Regions from separate parts of the Cricetulus griseus genome. Here region 1 is linked to region 2. A link is a contact called in public Hi-C data. All regions are on one chromosome and are shown on one strand. Each heading gives the region's core, a stretch centred on a gene start, on an enhancer-like site or on the middle of the called end of the contact. The rest is flanking DNA. Distances are from core to core; before and after follow the strand shown.

Evidence for each region. A called contact is a pair of places that touch in the nucleus more often than the background predicts.
Region 1: a Hi-C map of the CHO-K1 cell line shows a contact between it and region 2, with 2.2 times the contacts expected there. The contact joins the promoter of Chchd5 here to the enhancer-like site in region 2. A contact is called at or near these places in 2 of 8 Hi-C or Micro-C datasets (the CHO-K1 cell line and fibroblasts).

The regions. Positions count from the first base shown.
Region 1 is chr6:49,440,434-49,447,780 of CriGri-PICRH-1.0, forward strand. It overlaps Chchd5 (coiled-coil-helix-coiled-coil-helix domain-containing protein 5), which reads right to left and starts at 2,026. Exons shown (of 4, transcript XM_027421835.2): 1 at 1,854-2,026; 2 at 1,382-1,522; 3 at 1,137-1,302. The coding sequence starts at 1,855. Polr1b (DNA-directed RNA polymerase I subunit RPA2) reads right to left here. Exons shown (of 15, transcript XM_027421833.1): 15 at 5,362-6,866. The coding sequence ends at 5,984.
Region 2 is chr6:49,397,963-49,404,625 of CriGri-PICRH-1.0, forward strand. The region is part of intron 1 of LOC103160468 (a long non-coding RNA gene); the gene reads left to right. Among named protein-coding and RNA genes, the nearest start is that of Slc20a1, 29 kb to the left of the region's middle. Within about 2 kb of position 4,134, at least 2 of the 6 cell types and tissues checked have open chromatin away from gene starts, as enhancers often do. A contact at or near this core is called in the CHO-K1 cell line and fibroblasts, where this site is marked.

The DNA.
Region 1 (7,347 bases), core at 776-3,275, 40 kb after region 2:
GAGGTTAACCTTTAGCCAAGAACTCTCCTGAAGCAAAAGATACAAGGGAAACAGTGGAGTGTGAACCAGGATGGAGGGAGCTTAAAAGTCAGGGAACAAGGATAGGGGAATAGAGGAGGTTTTCTGAAAGTACCACCATGTAAACAGGGTAAGAATTAGACGGAAGATGGACTGGGGAGGGTAGTTCAGGCAGAGCAAGATAGCTAGAAGCAAGACAGACATGCCCTTGAATAACTACATTGTTCACTGGGGATGGAACATGGAGGTGGAGAGCAGAAGAGGTGAGACCAGAGTCATCCCAGACCAGGTTGTGGGCCAGTCTGGTAAAAGGGAAACCACAGAGAAGGCTCTGTGTAGAAGCAAACATGGTAAGATTTCCTCTGAGATCATTCTGGGACCATCACAGGGGAACGATTGGAAAGGACAAGATGGACCAACACAGAAGCCCAGAAGACGGTGAGAAAGAAAAAGCAGAGTTGCAGGGACAGAGGATCCCATGAGAGATGTCCAGAGGAGGGTGGTTAAAGGTGTGAGTTGTCCCTCTGGAGTGGTCCGGCAAGAAACATCCAAAGGAGTGCTTCTCACTCTTCCATTTCTGCCAACCCCAGAGCATTTTAAGACTTTTTCTAATTGCCCCATCAGTATCATTTATATCTCAGATATACTGTATGTGTTTACATAGTGTGTACATTAAGATCATTTTTTTTTGTGAACCCCTCCACTCCACCCTGCACCCCCACCAGTACAGCTGAAAGCAATGAAAAGGACAAAATGGGCAAGAAAGGGAAGAATACAAGGGATCCAGTAAGAATCCGGGACCTTGTCTCAGTGTGAGTGATGGGAAGCCACTGGAGTTTTAAGCAAGGGTTATGTGACCAGAATTCAGACCATTATATGGAAGCAAGGGTGAGTTCAGGCAAGCCAGGGACAAGGCTGGAGCAGGTGCCCTGGCAGGGGAGGTGTGTGAAAGATGGTTAGACTAAAGCAGAGGCTGCCTGCGACTTGGGGCAGAGAACCATCTTTTGGATTCTGGATTCATAGCCAAGGCATGTGTGGGAATTGGGTGGGGCTAGGACTTAAAAGAAAATGAAGGGAGTTAAGAAGGAAGAAGAAATGATCTAGTGAGCCTCCTTTACCTCTCCAGTTGTGGGTGAACTTGGCGGCTGCACCTGCTCAGCACACTGCAGGAAACGGCGCATGTGTTCGGCACAGTTGCCAACTGCTGCCTCATTCAAGCGAAGGCACTCCTCAAAGGCTTCAAAAGGCTCAGCGCAGGCCTGGCGGATCTGGCGGATGATGGGGCTGTGGGAGTAGGGCATTTCAGACCCGGAGCACTCACACCCCACTGCCGAGCACCCTCTAGCCCCAGTTTTACACTCACTGGGAGGATGTGCAGCGAGCAATGCTCATCTTAAGGTGGTGACAATCCCGATGCCAGGACTCAGGCTTGGCCGCCACACATTGGCCATACTGTTCCAACTCCCGGCTGCAGTACCGAGCAGTAACTTCCAGGGCTGCCTGCCTGTGGGACAGGGTAAGTTGATGATAATCTCAAGAGTAGACAAGAAAAAGTTCTGATTTCGGTCTGTGATTGGCCTAGGGATCCAGGACAGATCTGGAAATTTTAAGGATCCTATGATAGGGACAGCCAACGAGGGACAGAAACAAGAGCTGAGCCCTGAGCGTTGTGGTACAGGGCGGGAGTGTGTGGAAAGACAGTGGAAGTCCTAAAACAAAGTCTGGTTATTGTGAGGCACGCCTGGAGTATCTCCAGTCTTGAAGGCAGTCGTTTCCCACTGGGGATCATGCAGCCCGACAAGCATGATCTAGAGTTGTAGGGAGTTATAACTCACATCTCCAGCAGAGCTCAGGCGCCGATCCGTCAGGGAGAAGAGACCCGCCTTTTCCGGTATCAGGTTGACATGGCGGCGCCCAACCCATACCTCCCGGCTTCACTCTTCCGGTCGCCGAGAGTCCAGCCACTCACTCCATCTAGGCTCGATCATCATGGCTGCGCTCTGCCTCCCCTTCCGGGCTCATTGCTTGACCGGGCTGGACCCCACGAAACTACTTCCGCCGGCTATTTTGTTTCAGTTTAGTCTTTTTACTTCCGGCTTGTAGTGCGGGGGCTTAGAGTTTACCGGAAGTATGGGATCGGAAGTGCTGCTGCACCTCGGCACCAGAACGAGTCGGGTTCCCTGTAGGTATCGTCTGCAGTTGCTCGCGCTGCCACTCTCCGGGCCGGAGTTAGTAGCCGCCGGCCCTTCCCACGCTGCGGCTGGGTCAGCAGCCGTGCCCGCCGCTGCTGGGCTCAGCAACAGGGGACTGACCTCTCCGTTGAGCTGCACCATTGGCTTCGGTTCACACTCCCCTCCTAATAGCCACATGGGGCCCCCATACTCATGCATGCTCTTTTCCTGGCATAGGTGGTAAAAGCAGGATGAAAGTGGATCTTACTGCTTGCTCCTTGCAATCGTGGACAAATTACTTCCTTTGTAATTTCCCTGTTGTGGTTTCCACATAAGCCTTCAGACTATAAGGCTAGACCTGGGAGCCCATGTCCTATTTAAAAGGCTAAATACTCCTCAGAGAATTGAGCGTCTGATCACCTAGCATGGAGAGGTCTTCTAAGACTAGACAAAGTGTTCACTAATCACGTCAGTATGCCGCTGTAAAATAGGGGATGATGACTACGGTGGTCTCCTTCATACCAGACATAGTGCAAGGGAAGGGCTGGGCGCCTGAACACAGCAGTTCCAGGTAAAGGAGGCGTTAACTGCATGGAGGTTGTATTCATGAGTTCTGTGGTAGACAGTTGACAAGGGACAACGGCTCCCGGCCATCTGTAACTGCTTCACGTGACAGATGTAAGACTAGCCACACCACACGTGACACTTTCACTCTTGGGAAACATGACACTCACCTCCACCCTTGTCTTTTGGCTGGTGGCTCTGCCAAGAGTGTGACTAAGAATCAAATGTAGAGAACCATGTTTGCAGGTGAAGCAGACCTGAGAAATGAAGATCTCAGAACTGCTTGTTACTGGGGTCCCCTTTGGAGAGCTCATGCATTAAAGACTTTTAACATATTATTAGGAAGCTCATGGGCACCTTTATTGGTTTGAGAGAAAACAGCAGGGCAGGTGAGCTGTAAACATCAGCTGCTGCTGAAGAGAGGGAGCTGGGGAAAGGACGCCAGCCAGTCCCAGCAGGGCAAACATGGCCTTGCCCTTCTCTACCATTCTCTCCACCTTGCTAAGAACTGTTCTATTACACTCCTAAAGCTAGCCACCAAAGTCTATCCCCTTATTTGGCCACCTCCTCTCCCCTGAGGCTGACTACCAAGGTCCAGCTTTCAAAGTATTCAAGTCCTTTTGGGTCACCTACTTAACATGCCCAACCAAAATAAACACCACCCTAACACAGATTTCCTCCTTTACCTTTATAAACTGCCATTTGGCAATGGGCCACATCTGTCTCCCCTCTACCCAGAGACAGTCCTTTGTCCCTCTAGGACAAATATTCCTTCCCCTTCTCTTGTTGCTGACAAATGTCCCTTCCCCTTTGTCCTCTATCTCCTGTCTTTGTCTCTTATTCCCTGTGCTTTGTCCCTCTGGAGAAAATAAATCTTTCTGCTGAGAACTTGGTCTTCGAGGGTCTTGTGCCAAAAACCAGGCCCATTCAGTGTGTACAGTGTATGTGTGTGTGTGCAGGCACTTGACTGTGTGCAGGCCAGAGGTCAGTGTCTTCCTCCATTGCTTTGCACCTAAGTCTTTGGAGACAGGGTATGTCACTGAACTTGGAGCCCAGCAATGAACTTGATTGGCAGGCCAGTGAGCACCTGGGATCCTGTCCCAACATCCCACCCACTAGTATTCCAAGTGTGCCCTGCTGTGCCTTTTATGTGGGTGCTGGAGATTCAAACTTGGGGCCTCATGCTTGCATAGCAAGCACTTTCCCCAGCCCCGTTTCTTATAAAACTACGACTTGACAACTGTACTCTTGAACATTTGTCCCAGATAAAAGAAAATTGTATCTATACACAAACATGTACGTGGCTCCCCAGAGCAGCTTTACCTGTTAATGCCCCAAACTGGAAACAATGGAATGTCCTTCAAAGTGGATGGTTTATCTAGTCCACCCACACTTTGGAGTATTATATACCTCTGGAGTACAAAGCTATGAATTAATACATACAACTTCGATGGATTTAAGGGGGATTCCGTTAATTAAAAAAGTCAGTCTCAAAGCATGTTTTGATTCTATTTACATGCATTTCCTGAAATTACAGAGAAGGGTTGAAGGGTTAAAAATACTAACAGAAGGCACAACATGACAAGTGTCTTATGTGCAACACCAGTCTACACAGAAGATAACATTCCATGCAACTATACGTAAGTACACATAAAATTGGAAAATTCTAAGTAAGTTCTTGGGTTGTCTTAGTGTCATGTTAATTTACTGGTCAAGAATCTACAATTTAAGATCAAAAGTTAATTTTAGACAAGTTAGCTGGTGCTGGGCGTTGGTGGCGCATGCCTTTAATCCCAGCACTCGGGAGGCAGAGGCAGGCGGATCTCTGAGTTCAAGGCCAGCCTGGTCTCCAGAGCAAGTGCCAGGATAGGCTCCAAAGCTACACAGAGAAACCCTGTCTGGAAAACCAAAAAAAAAAAAAAAAAAAAAAGTTAGCTGGTGCTGGGCAGTGGTGGTGCATGCCTTTAATCCTAGCACTCGGGAGGCAGAAAGTAATCCCTGAGTTCAAGGCTAGCCTGGTCTACAGAATGAGGACAGCCAGGACTACAGAAAAAACCTGCATCAAAACAAAACAAATTTAGCTGGTTACTGTGGTTCATTTTGATAATTTTAACTCTGGAGGCTGAGGCAGGAAGATGACAGCCCATCTTGGCCTCATAGTGAATCTTACCCTCAGCAACAAGACCCTCAAAACCACGACTATTTGTGACACTAGAGAGCTGAAAAGTACTTCCAGCCACAGGACTGAAGCAAAGAATGGGGTATCTGGGTCCAAAGCTGAGCTTCTTTTAATAGAAGGGGGAAGTATCAACCAGTTCGAGGTGTTTTCCATGGAAGAAGTCAAACACCCATTAACAGGAAATACAGCCTTATATTATACACAAGCACACACACAAAACCCTAAAAAACACAAGAAACTCAAAGGTTAAAATAGAAAAAGGCAAAGGAGCATAGCTACTCACTAATCAGATACATCCAACCTTAGAGGAGGAAGTCCTGCCATATTTTAAGACATGGCTGAACCTTGAGGACACCAAGGACAGGTTTAGATGATCTCACTATGAGTTACTGATCTCAAACACACATGCACACACACACCATCCAAAGGTTCATAAGGAAACCGGAAATGACGGATGTTTATTTACCTTGACCATGATGACATCACAGACTATACCTATGTTATAATCCATCAAATTATATACATGAAATAGCTTTAGTTTACATGTGTATAAAAATAAAAATACATTTATGACTTTCATTTTCTGTTATCATCCTGCCCTGCTCTGGATGGATGACAGACAGGGAACAGTGAACCTGGGCCTGGAAAGGAGGTGTCCCTGCATGATCTATTATCAATAAATCATTTTTTAAAGAAGACACTTAAGAACATTTTTTTAAGTCTAACTATTTATACATGTATGCCAGAAGAGAACACCATATCTCATTACACACGGTCGTGAGCTACCATGTGACTGCTGGGAACTGAACTCAGGATCTCTGGAAGAGCAGCCAGTGCTCTTAACTGCTGAGCCATCTCTCCAGCCTTAAGAACATTTTTAAACAAACATACCAAAACCAACTTCAGCAGTTTTGAGAACACAGAAGCCCTGCATTCTCAGCTGCCTGTTCTTGGCTTCAGTATTGATTTTTCTATAGACCCAGAGTGAACCCATCACTTGATTAAAGTCACCTTTCGTTCTGATCTCCTAACTCAGATGGTTAGGATCAAGTTAAATGACATCCAGTTTCACTTTGATGTTCATAGCTGCCAGCTCAGCTACAAAATACCGGAAAACATAAGGCACAGAGACAGTGTCGATGGTGTCGCTGCGGCCACAGACAGTGCAGTTGTATTTTCTGTTGCGCATAGCAGACCAAGAAGGAGGAGGCTTTTCAAGTAGCGGGGAGAGCAAACTGCCACATTTCACACAAACGTGGGCGACTGAGCGGTCAGAGCAGTTGAAGAGCCGATCATGAAGGAGAAAGGATGTACCATGTGCCAACAGAGCATCCCGCTCCATTTCCCCAAAGCGGATTCCACCCTGGACGTTCCTTCCCCCAATGGGCTGGTTGGTGACTTTGTCCCTGGCTCCAGTCGTTCTAACTTGAAATTTGTCTGACACCATGTGGCGTAAGCGCTGGTAATAAACCACACCAATGAAAATATCTGCTTCCAGCTCCATCCCGCTGATGCCACTATACAATCTCTCGGTGCCATAGAAGTTGTAGCCAGCAGCCTTTAACATCTCCCCAAAGTACCCTAAGGCTGAGCTCTCCTCAGAGAAGATGAAGGGTGTTGCATCATGGCAGAGACCATGCAAGGCTGCAGACTTTCCAGCCATGCTTTCGATCAACATACCAATGGTCATACGGGAGGGAAATCCATGAGGATTAAACAGAATGTCTGGCACCATCCCGCTCTCTGTAAAAGGCATGTCCTCAGCTGGCCACAGTCTGCTCAAAATGCCCTTCTGTCCGTGACGGCTGGCAAATTTATCTCCAATAGTTGGATTCCGAGGGACTCGTATTGTGATGCAGATACACTTGAATTTCCCACTGCCCGTGTCATTACTACACACTTTGATGTTGTCCACAATACAATTTTCTTTACTCCTGGGGGGCAGGAAGCAAATAAAAAGTCAAGATATTTGTTCTGTTTGTTGAGTCTCACCAGGCTAGCCCTGGCTGGCCCACAGCACAATGACCTAGAGCTTTCAGTGATCCTCTTGCCTCTGTCTCCATGTGCTAGAATCACAGGTGTGTGACACAAAATCTACCCAAGCTTTGTTTGAGATGAATAACGTTCCATAAGTGTATATGTAAATGTACCCCCATCTGTTCACCAATATAAATAGATGTTAGAAGTTACTTGTGACTGGGATGACTAATTATGTTCATCTCAGAGAATATCAGCGACAGGAAAAACTACTAGGCAAGCCCACTGAAGCCATCTTTAATCACTGTAGAAGCAGCTAAGATAATTACTCATTTTTAGAAAGACGTATAATGAACCCAGTATTTTGGGTAGGAAACAGCCTTAATGCTGTTCATGAAGGCAACAATGACAGAAAACTACCACGAAGGCAAGGTGACA
Region 2 (6,663 bases), core at 2,884-5,383:
AAAAAGACCAAAAACAAAACAAACCAAAAAAAACTACTGTGGTGGTTTGAAAGAAAATGGCCCCAAAGGAGGTGACACTATTAGGAGGTGTGGCTTTACAGAGTAGGTGTGGTCTTGTAGGAAATATGTCACTGTGAAGGCAGGCTTTGAGGTCTCATATATGCTCAAGATACCACCCAGTGTCTCAGACTACTTCCTGTTGTCTGCATATCAACATGTAGCAGCTCCTTTTCCTGCACCATGTCTGTTTGCATGCCTCCATGCTCCTTGCCATGATGATAGTGGACTAAACCTGTGAAACTTTAAGCCACTATCTCAATTAAATGTTTTCCTTTATAAGAGTTGCTGTGGATATGGTGTATTTTCACAGCAATAGAAACCCTAAGACAACTGCCAAATAAACAAAATGAAGGAATCCATACACACCTTTCAATAATAAGACAATTAATGGTCTCAACTTCCCAATCAAAAGGCAGACTAGTAGAATAGACCAAAACACAAGAAGCATATATTTACTACCTCTAAAGCACGCACCTTACCACAGAAGACAGCTACAGCCTTAGCATGAAATCATGGGGAAAATGTTGTAAGTAAATGCACCTAGGAAATAAGCAGGTGTCACTGTTCTAATAGCTGACAAAATAGACTTCAAACCGAAACAGTGAGGAAACCCAAAGTCACTTCACACTGAATAAGGGAATGACCTAGCAGGGGGACATTACAACTGCTAAGCATATGCGCTCTGAACACAGGTGCACCCAGTCTCATAGAGCAGATGCTATTAGTAAAGCCCAGACTGATTCCAGCACAAGGAAGTGGGTGATTCTGTGGAAAATGTAAGCAAAATGTAATATATTTTCTATCAAAAGGCTAAATAGGACAAAACTTCGTTAAGATGTGTTTTGATGGAGCAGCTTGGCAGAAACACAAATTCCAATGGGGACAGCACTTCTTGCAACCAGAAGATGTGCTCAGGGTAATCCTTTCTGCTGGGGATCACTTTCTGCCTGTCAGCTGCTTATTGCTTTGAAGCCCACAATGTGAGGAATTTGAGGCCAAGCTCTGACCACTCATAGTGAGGAGCAGGGCGCCTTTGCTCGATTTGGCTAAGCACCCTTTAAAAGAAATAAAACTTTTTGCCTTTTTTAAAGTGCTTTGGACTGTGTGATCACTTTCTTGAAACCCCAGACCCATTTCTTACAACTCAAAGTTCTATGGAACTTTCTCCAAAATAACCATGTATTTGCCCCCATAGCAAGTCTCAACAAATACAGGAAAGTTAAAATGACACCTTGTGTTCTATCTGGCCACAGTGGGCTAGGACTGCAAATCCACCACAACGGCAACCCTAGGACAGATACAAACTCAATAGCATACTACTGAATGATAGATTAAGGGACTCACAAAGAAACCAAGAAGAAAAAAGAATCCTAGAATGAAATGTGTGGCAAATGTATGTTATTTGTGATTTATTAAAGCTCGCTGAGGATTCAGAAAGCAAAGCCAGCCTCAAGCTATAGCAGTCAAGCAGTGGTGATACACACTTTTTAATCCCAGAACACAGGATTAAGAGGTAGGCAGATCTCTGTTAGTTCAAGGCCACACCAACTACACGAAATTGATTCAGTCCTAAAAGAAACAACTCATGAAAAGGTGATCTCAGCACCTGGGATCAAATGCCTTTAATCCCAACACTAGGGAGGTGGAGACAGGCGTGATATGGCTGGGCAGAGAGAGGAATAAAAGGCAGGAGGACACAGGAACTGAGAGCCTTTTGCCTCTGAGGATTCTTGGAGACAGGACTGCCATTTCAGCTGGGTAGAGGTAAGATCTACTGGCTTGGCTGCTTTGCATTAATGATCTTCAGCTTGAAGCTTAAACTCCAATATCAAAGCTTAAACTCCAATGTCAGTCTCTAGGTCTTTTATTTCTAATGCTACAGAAATGAAAATGAAAACAGAACAAACCCAAACCTATGAGGTACTATGAAGACAATCAATAAAATACCATGCTGATGGCTGGAGGTGTAACTTGGTGACTTGGAAGGAAGGAAGGAAGGGAGGGAGGGAGGGAGGGAGGGAGGGAAATAGAAACAGAGAAAAAGAACAAGAAAAAGAACCTTAGTTATGGTGACAGCTCCTGCCCCCAACCCCATTTCCCTTAGCCATGAAAAACCTGCTGCCATTTTCTTATGGATCTTTCTAAGAAATAGTATTAGGAATATGCATACATATGAAGACAGTGATGATATAGATGTGTGTGTGTGTGTGTGTGTGTGTGTGTGTTTCAAGACGGGGTTTCTCTGTAGCTTTGGAGCCTGTCCTGAAACTCACGCTATAGACCATGCTGGCCTCCAACTCACAGAGATCCTCCTGTCTCTGTCCCTTGGATCAAAGGCTTGCACCACCACTACCCAGCTACAGTGATACATTCTAATGGTACCTCTTGAGTACCTTTTCTGATCCAGGCACTGTCCTTACAAACAACAGAAAAAAAATCTTGCTGCAGGTGTTGATGTGTAAGGAAATCAGATTGATCTAATTCTGAATTCTATGCTATTTTAAAAATAATATGACTGGACAGGTAGCTCGGCATTCAAGAATTTAGTTAGCATCTAGGAGGCCCTGGGGTGGATCTCAGCACTGTCCATAATAAGAATGACAAAAAATGGAAATAAATGAAAATAGCTAAAAGTATGAAATTACAAATTACTAAGTAACAAAAAATATTGTACTAGTTTCTTTTCTTTTCTCTGAGTTAAAATACCTGAAGGGATCAACCTCAGAGGAAGAAAGGTTAATTTCAGCTCAGTTTGATGGGGGTTGGGGTGGGTGGTCATGGTGGCTGGGGCTCTATCTGTGGTGGTCAGAGCTGGTGTTGTTCTCTGCTCTGTTTTGTTTTGCTTTATTTTTCTCCATATACCAGGAAGCAAGGATATAAAATCAGAAAGATGAAGGAGGCTGTAACCCTCCATGCCCACCCCACAACTCCTTACTTCCTCCAGCTAGACTCCAACTCCTAAAGGTTCCCCAGCCTCTGGAAACAGCGCCCCCATCTGGAGACCAAGTGAGCATACACATGAGCCTATGAAGGACATTTCATGATCAAATCACCACAAAAAGTAGTAGGTGTCGGTTCCTCCTTATCCCTTCCTGAAGATGCATCAAGTGGTACTGACGGCCCTTGGGCTGCCTTCCAGACAAGTTAGAACAGCCTGGATCCGTGCACTCCTACTGTGTCAGCATGAACAACAATTAAAATAATATTTCAACTTGCAGATAAGCAAACGAGCACTCACCTAGAGGATCTTTAATGCCTGTGTGTGGCTCATTTTACTGGAAATTGCAATTTAGATAATGGGGCTTCTCTGAGGCTAATCCCCGGAGTATCTGTGATCCAGAGGGGAGACTTAGGAGGTGTGGGGCAAGATAAGACCTGGCCAGAGACCACCTTGCAGTGAGTCCCATAGCTCTCTTTGTACTCTAGAAAAAGCAGGTCATGCTAAGGAACAGTGGTACCAAGCCTAGCAACTGTGGGGCTTGCATTTCTCTCCTTCCAATCAACCCCTCCCTGTGTCTTCCCCCAGGGTGAGCACTCCTGGAAAAGGGGAACATTTTTCTCAGAATCCCATTTTATTCAGAATTCAGTTTCCTAAGTAGACATACAAACACAGGAAGATGCGATGTATGGAATTTTAAGTTCCCCTGAAGTTGGAAGGTTTACTGGGGAAAGGGTAACAGCATTTTCTGAACATGCCCCTCTGACTGGAAAGTCCCTGCAGCTAGTTTAAGTTGTCCCAGCTAGAGCTGTCCACTCCCACCTATTGTTCTTGATGTCCTGTTTGGGGGCCCTTAGTCACCCATATGGAGGGGCTACCAACACTGTCTCTATGACTCAGCTAGAGTTGAGCACAGTTAATTATTGTCCTTTATGTCCTATTTTTTGAGGAACATTAGTCCTTACAAGAGCTAACTTTCTGTCTAACAATGACAGTATGGGCTTGAATCTCTGACATTGGGGTACAAAGTATATGCATCCTACCTCCTAAAATATTCCACCAGGACCAAGACAGTTATTTTGTGAGCTGTTGGAGCATTGACTGCTAGTGAGTCATAGTGAATCCCTTCCCAAGAATGACCGTGGCCTAGGGAACAGTCGTATCTAGAGTCATATGGGGATACACAGCCTGTCTTGAGTATGTGAGGTCCTCCTTTTACAATAAGAAATGTTCATATTAGTAATGGGATCTATGTGTATCTGATGACCCACCCTACACTCAAAGCAGTGCTCTGTGGTATGGGTGGAGTAGTACAGTTTAGAGGGGGAAGCAGGGGCGTCATTTCACGTGGATAAAAAAGCTAGCAGAAGCAGCTTAAGAACACTCTCCGGAAGAGTGTAAGAAATTCCTTCCTTCTCAGCCCAGTTAACTCTAGTGAGCCTTTTAAGGTTCAAATACCAGTGGCTAGCTAGCTACTGTCACCGAGTGTCCAAGAAGTGTTATTGCATAAAAGGGTTATTTCAGATTTCAGAGGAAAATGTGTGAGCACCTCCAGCTTCGTGGGGCTTTTTCACAGAAATCCTGCTCAGTAGACAAGACTTGAGAAGTGAGCTATTTTCTCTGAAAAGCTGAAAGATCCCTCAAGATTCACCACTTGCACTTTTGTTGATCTGTGGACAGCAGCCAGTAGGTCCTGTGCCTAGCAACAAGACAAGCAGATAATCAAGTGGTGGGGAACATTGTGGTATTAGATTCACAAAGCCAACCCTCTGCTTGTAACTAATGTGGACATCCTTAAAAATAAACACGTGTGGAACTAAACACCTGATCAGACCTGTGCCATCTGGGTAAAAGCAACAGGATCAACCCTCATGGCAACACAGAACTGGGGTCAAAGCCAGGCCTAATTATCCCAGCACAAGAAGCTACAGAGGCTGTGTGCACGCAGCAGCTCACACCTTTAATCCCAGAACTCAGGAGGCAGAGGCAAGGGGATCTCTGTGAGTTCAGGCCAGCCAGAGCTATATAGTGAGACCCTGTCTCCATAAACAAAACAAGAGGAGGTGGAGGAAGAAGAAGAGAATTGAAGAAGTCACAGCCAGTGTCCCCACAAAGTCTGATCACTGTGCCTGTCATTGGAGTGCCCAAAGAACAGTATATGTAAATCTGGAAGAGCAGATTCTGTGTAGTCCTGGGAAACAGATAATATTCCTGTCTTTACAAAGCCCCTCTGTAGCGTCTGCTGAGGGTGTCTGATGAGACATCACCTGTAGCAGGCATGTTTCCAGACATGACAGGGCAAACACATGCCATACAGCTGTGAGCTGTGAGTGTCTGTTGCAGGACTCACAGAGGAGCTGTTCTGTATCCAGGTTCCCTGCACATATCCAATCAAGCAACAGCGCTTGCTGTATGTAGACAAGAGGATCCAGCAGTGAGCTCCACCCTGACATGCCTGGGACATCATGGGCCACTATTAGCCACAGGCGGGAGATGCCATTGAAAAAGAGAATGGATGCTTAAAAGAGAAAAAAACTTTAAAAGATACACAGACAACCAAACCTCTGATTCCCAGTACACCTCTTAGGTATGACTGGATGTGAGGACTGTTCCACAAAAGGAAATTCAATCCCAGTTTTGTAAATATAGTAAAAACCCATGGCTGTGGAAGCCATGGGCCCCTGGGGAAAACCTATAACTGTTGTTTGTTAAAGGGTCACGATGTCAAACTGTTTCTAAGTATTTATTTTATCACCATAGACTTGTGTTGAGCAGCTTCTTATTGAAGAGGGTGATGGATAACACAGAGACCAATAATTTCAAAATGCTGAGATTAAGCAACTGTGAGTGCCCAGCTGTAGATGATAAAACATCTATGCCATCCCCCACTCAAGGCTCTTCCCAATGTGACCACAATGAGCAGACCCCTTTTCCTACTTTTTCATTATTTTCTTGCTTTAATTGACCAGTTGGGGACAGGTGGCCAACCCTGGCATTTTAAGACTACAAAGGCACAGGCTCAGACTCCAACACCTCCAGTAACCACCTACTTGCTACATCCCAGCTCACAGCATAACTGCCAGCCATAGAACCTCTCATCTTCAGAAAGGCACGGGCTCCATGTATCACACTCGTCATTCTCATCTGGTCCTTTTTGTCACCCTATGAAAAGGCCACAGTGATTGGACACAGACATGGCTATTCAAGATTGATCTGCCTATTTGAAAACAGGGCTCAGCATCTCTTTCCTGGCCAAATGCATCATCCAAGCACTTGGTAGCTGTCATACTGCTGCGTGGACACTTACAAGATTCTAGATTTGCTAAGGAGAGAAGTAGGAAAAGCATACACCAAAGGAACAGTGGGACATGGGCAATGTTTCCAGGAGGCTCTGAAAGTTCCGGGACCCATCCTTTTTATGTTGCTATCAAGACAGCCAAAAGTGTAAAGTTAGATAAAGGGCCATTCACCTGCACAAAACATTGTCATGCTGCACAGGATTAACACTGCAAGGGCCTGTACATGATACCAATACTCGGTTGGCTCATAGAAGCTTGGAGAAGCCAGTGGCCCATACTAAGTTGGAGAAGTACCAGAACTTGATCCATAGATGGATCAAGACAGTGCCTTGGACAGAAACCCCTCAAGGTGATAGTGGTCCATGG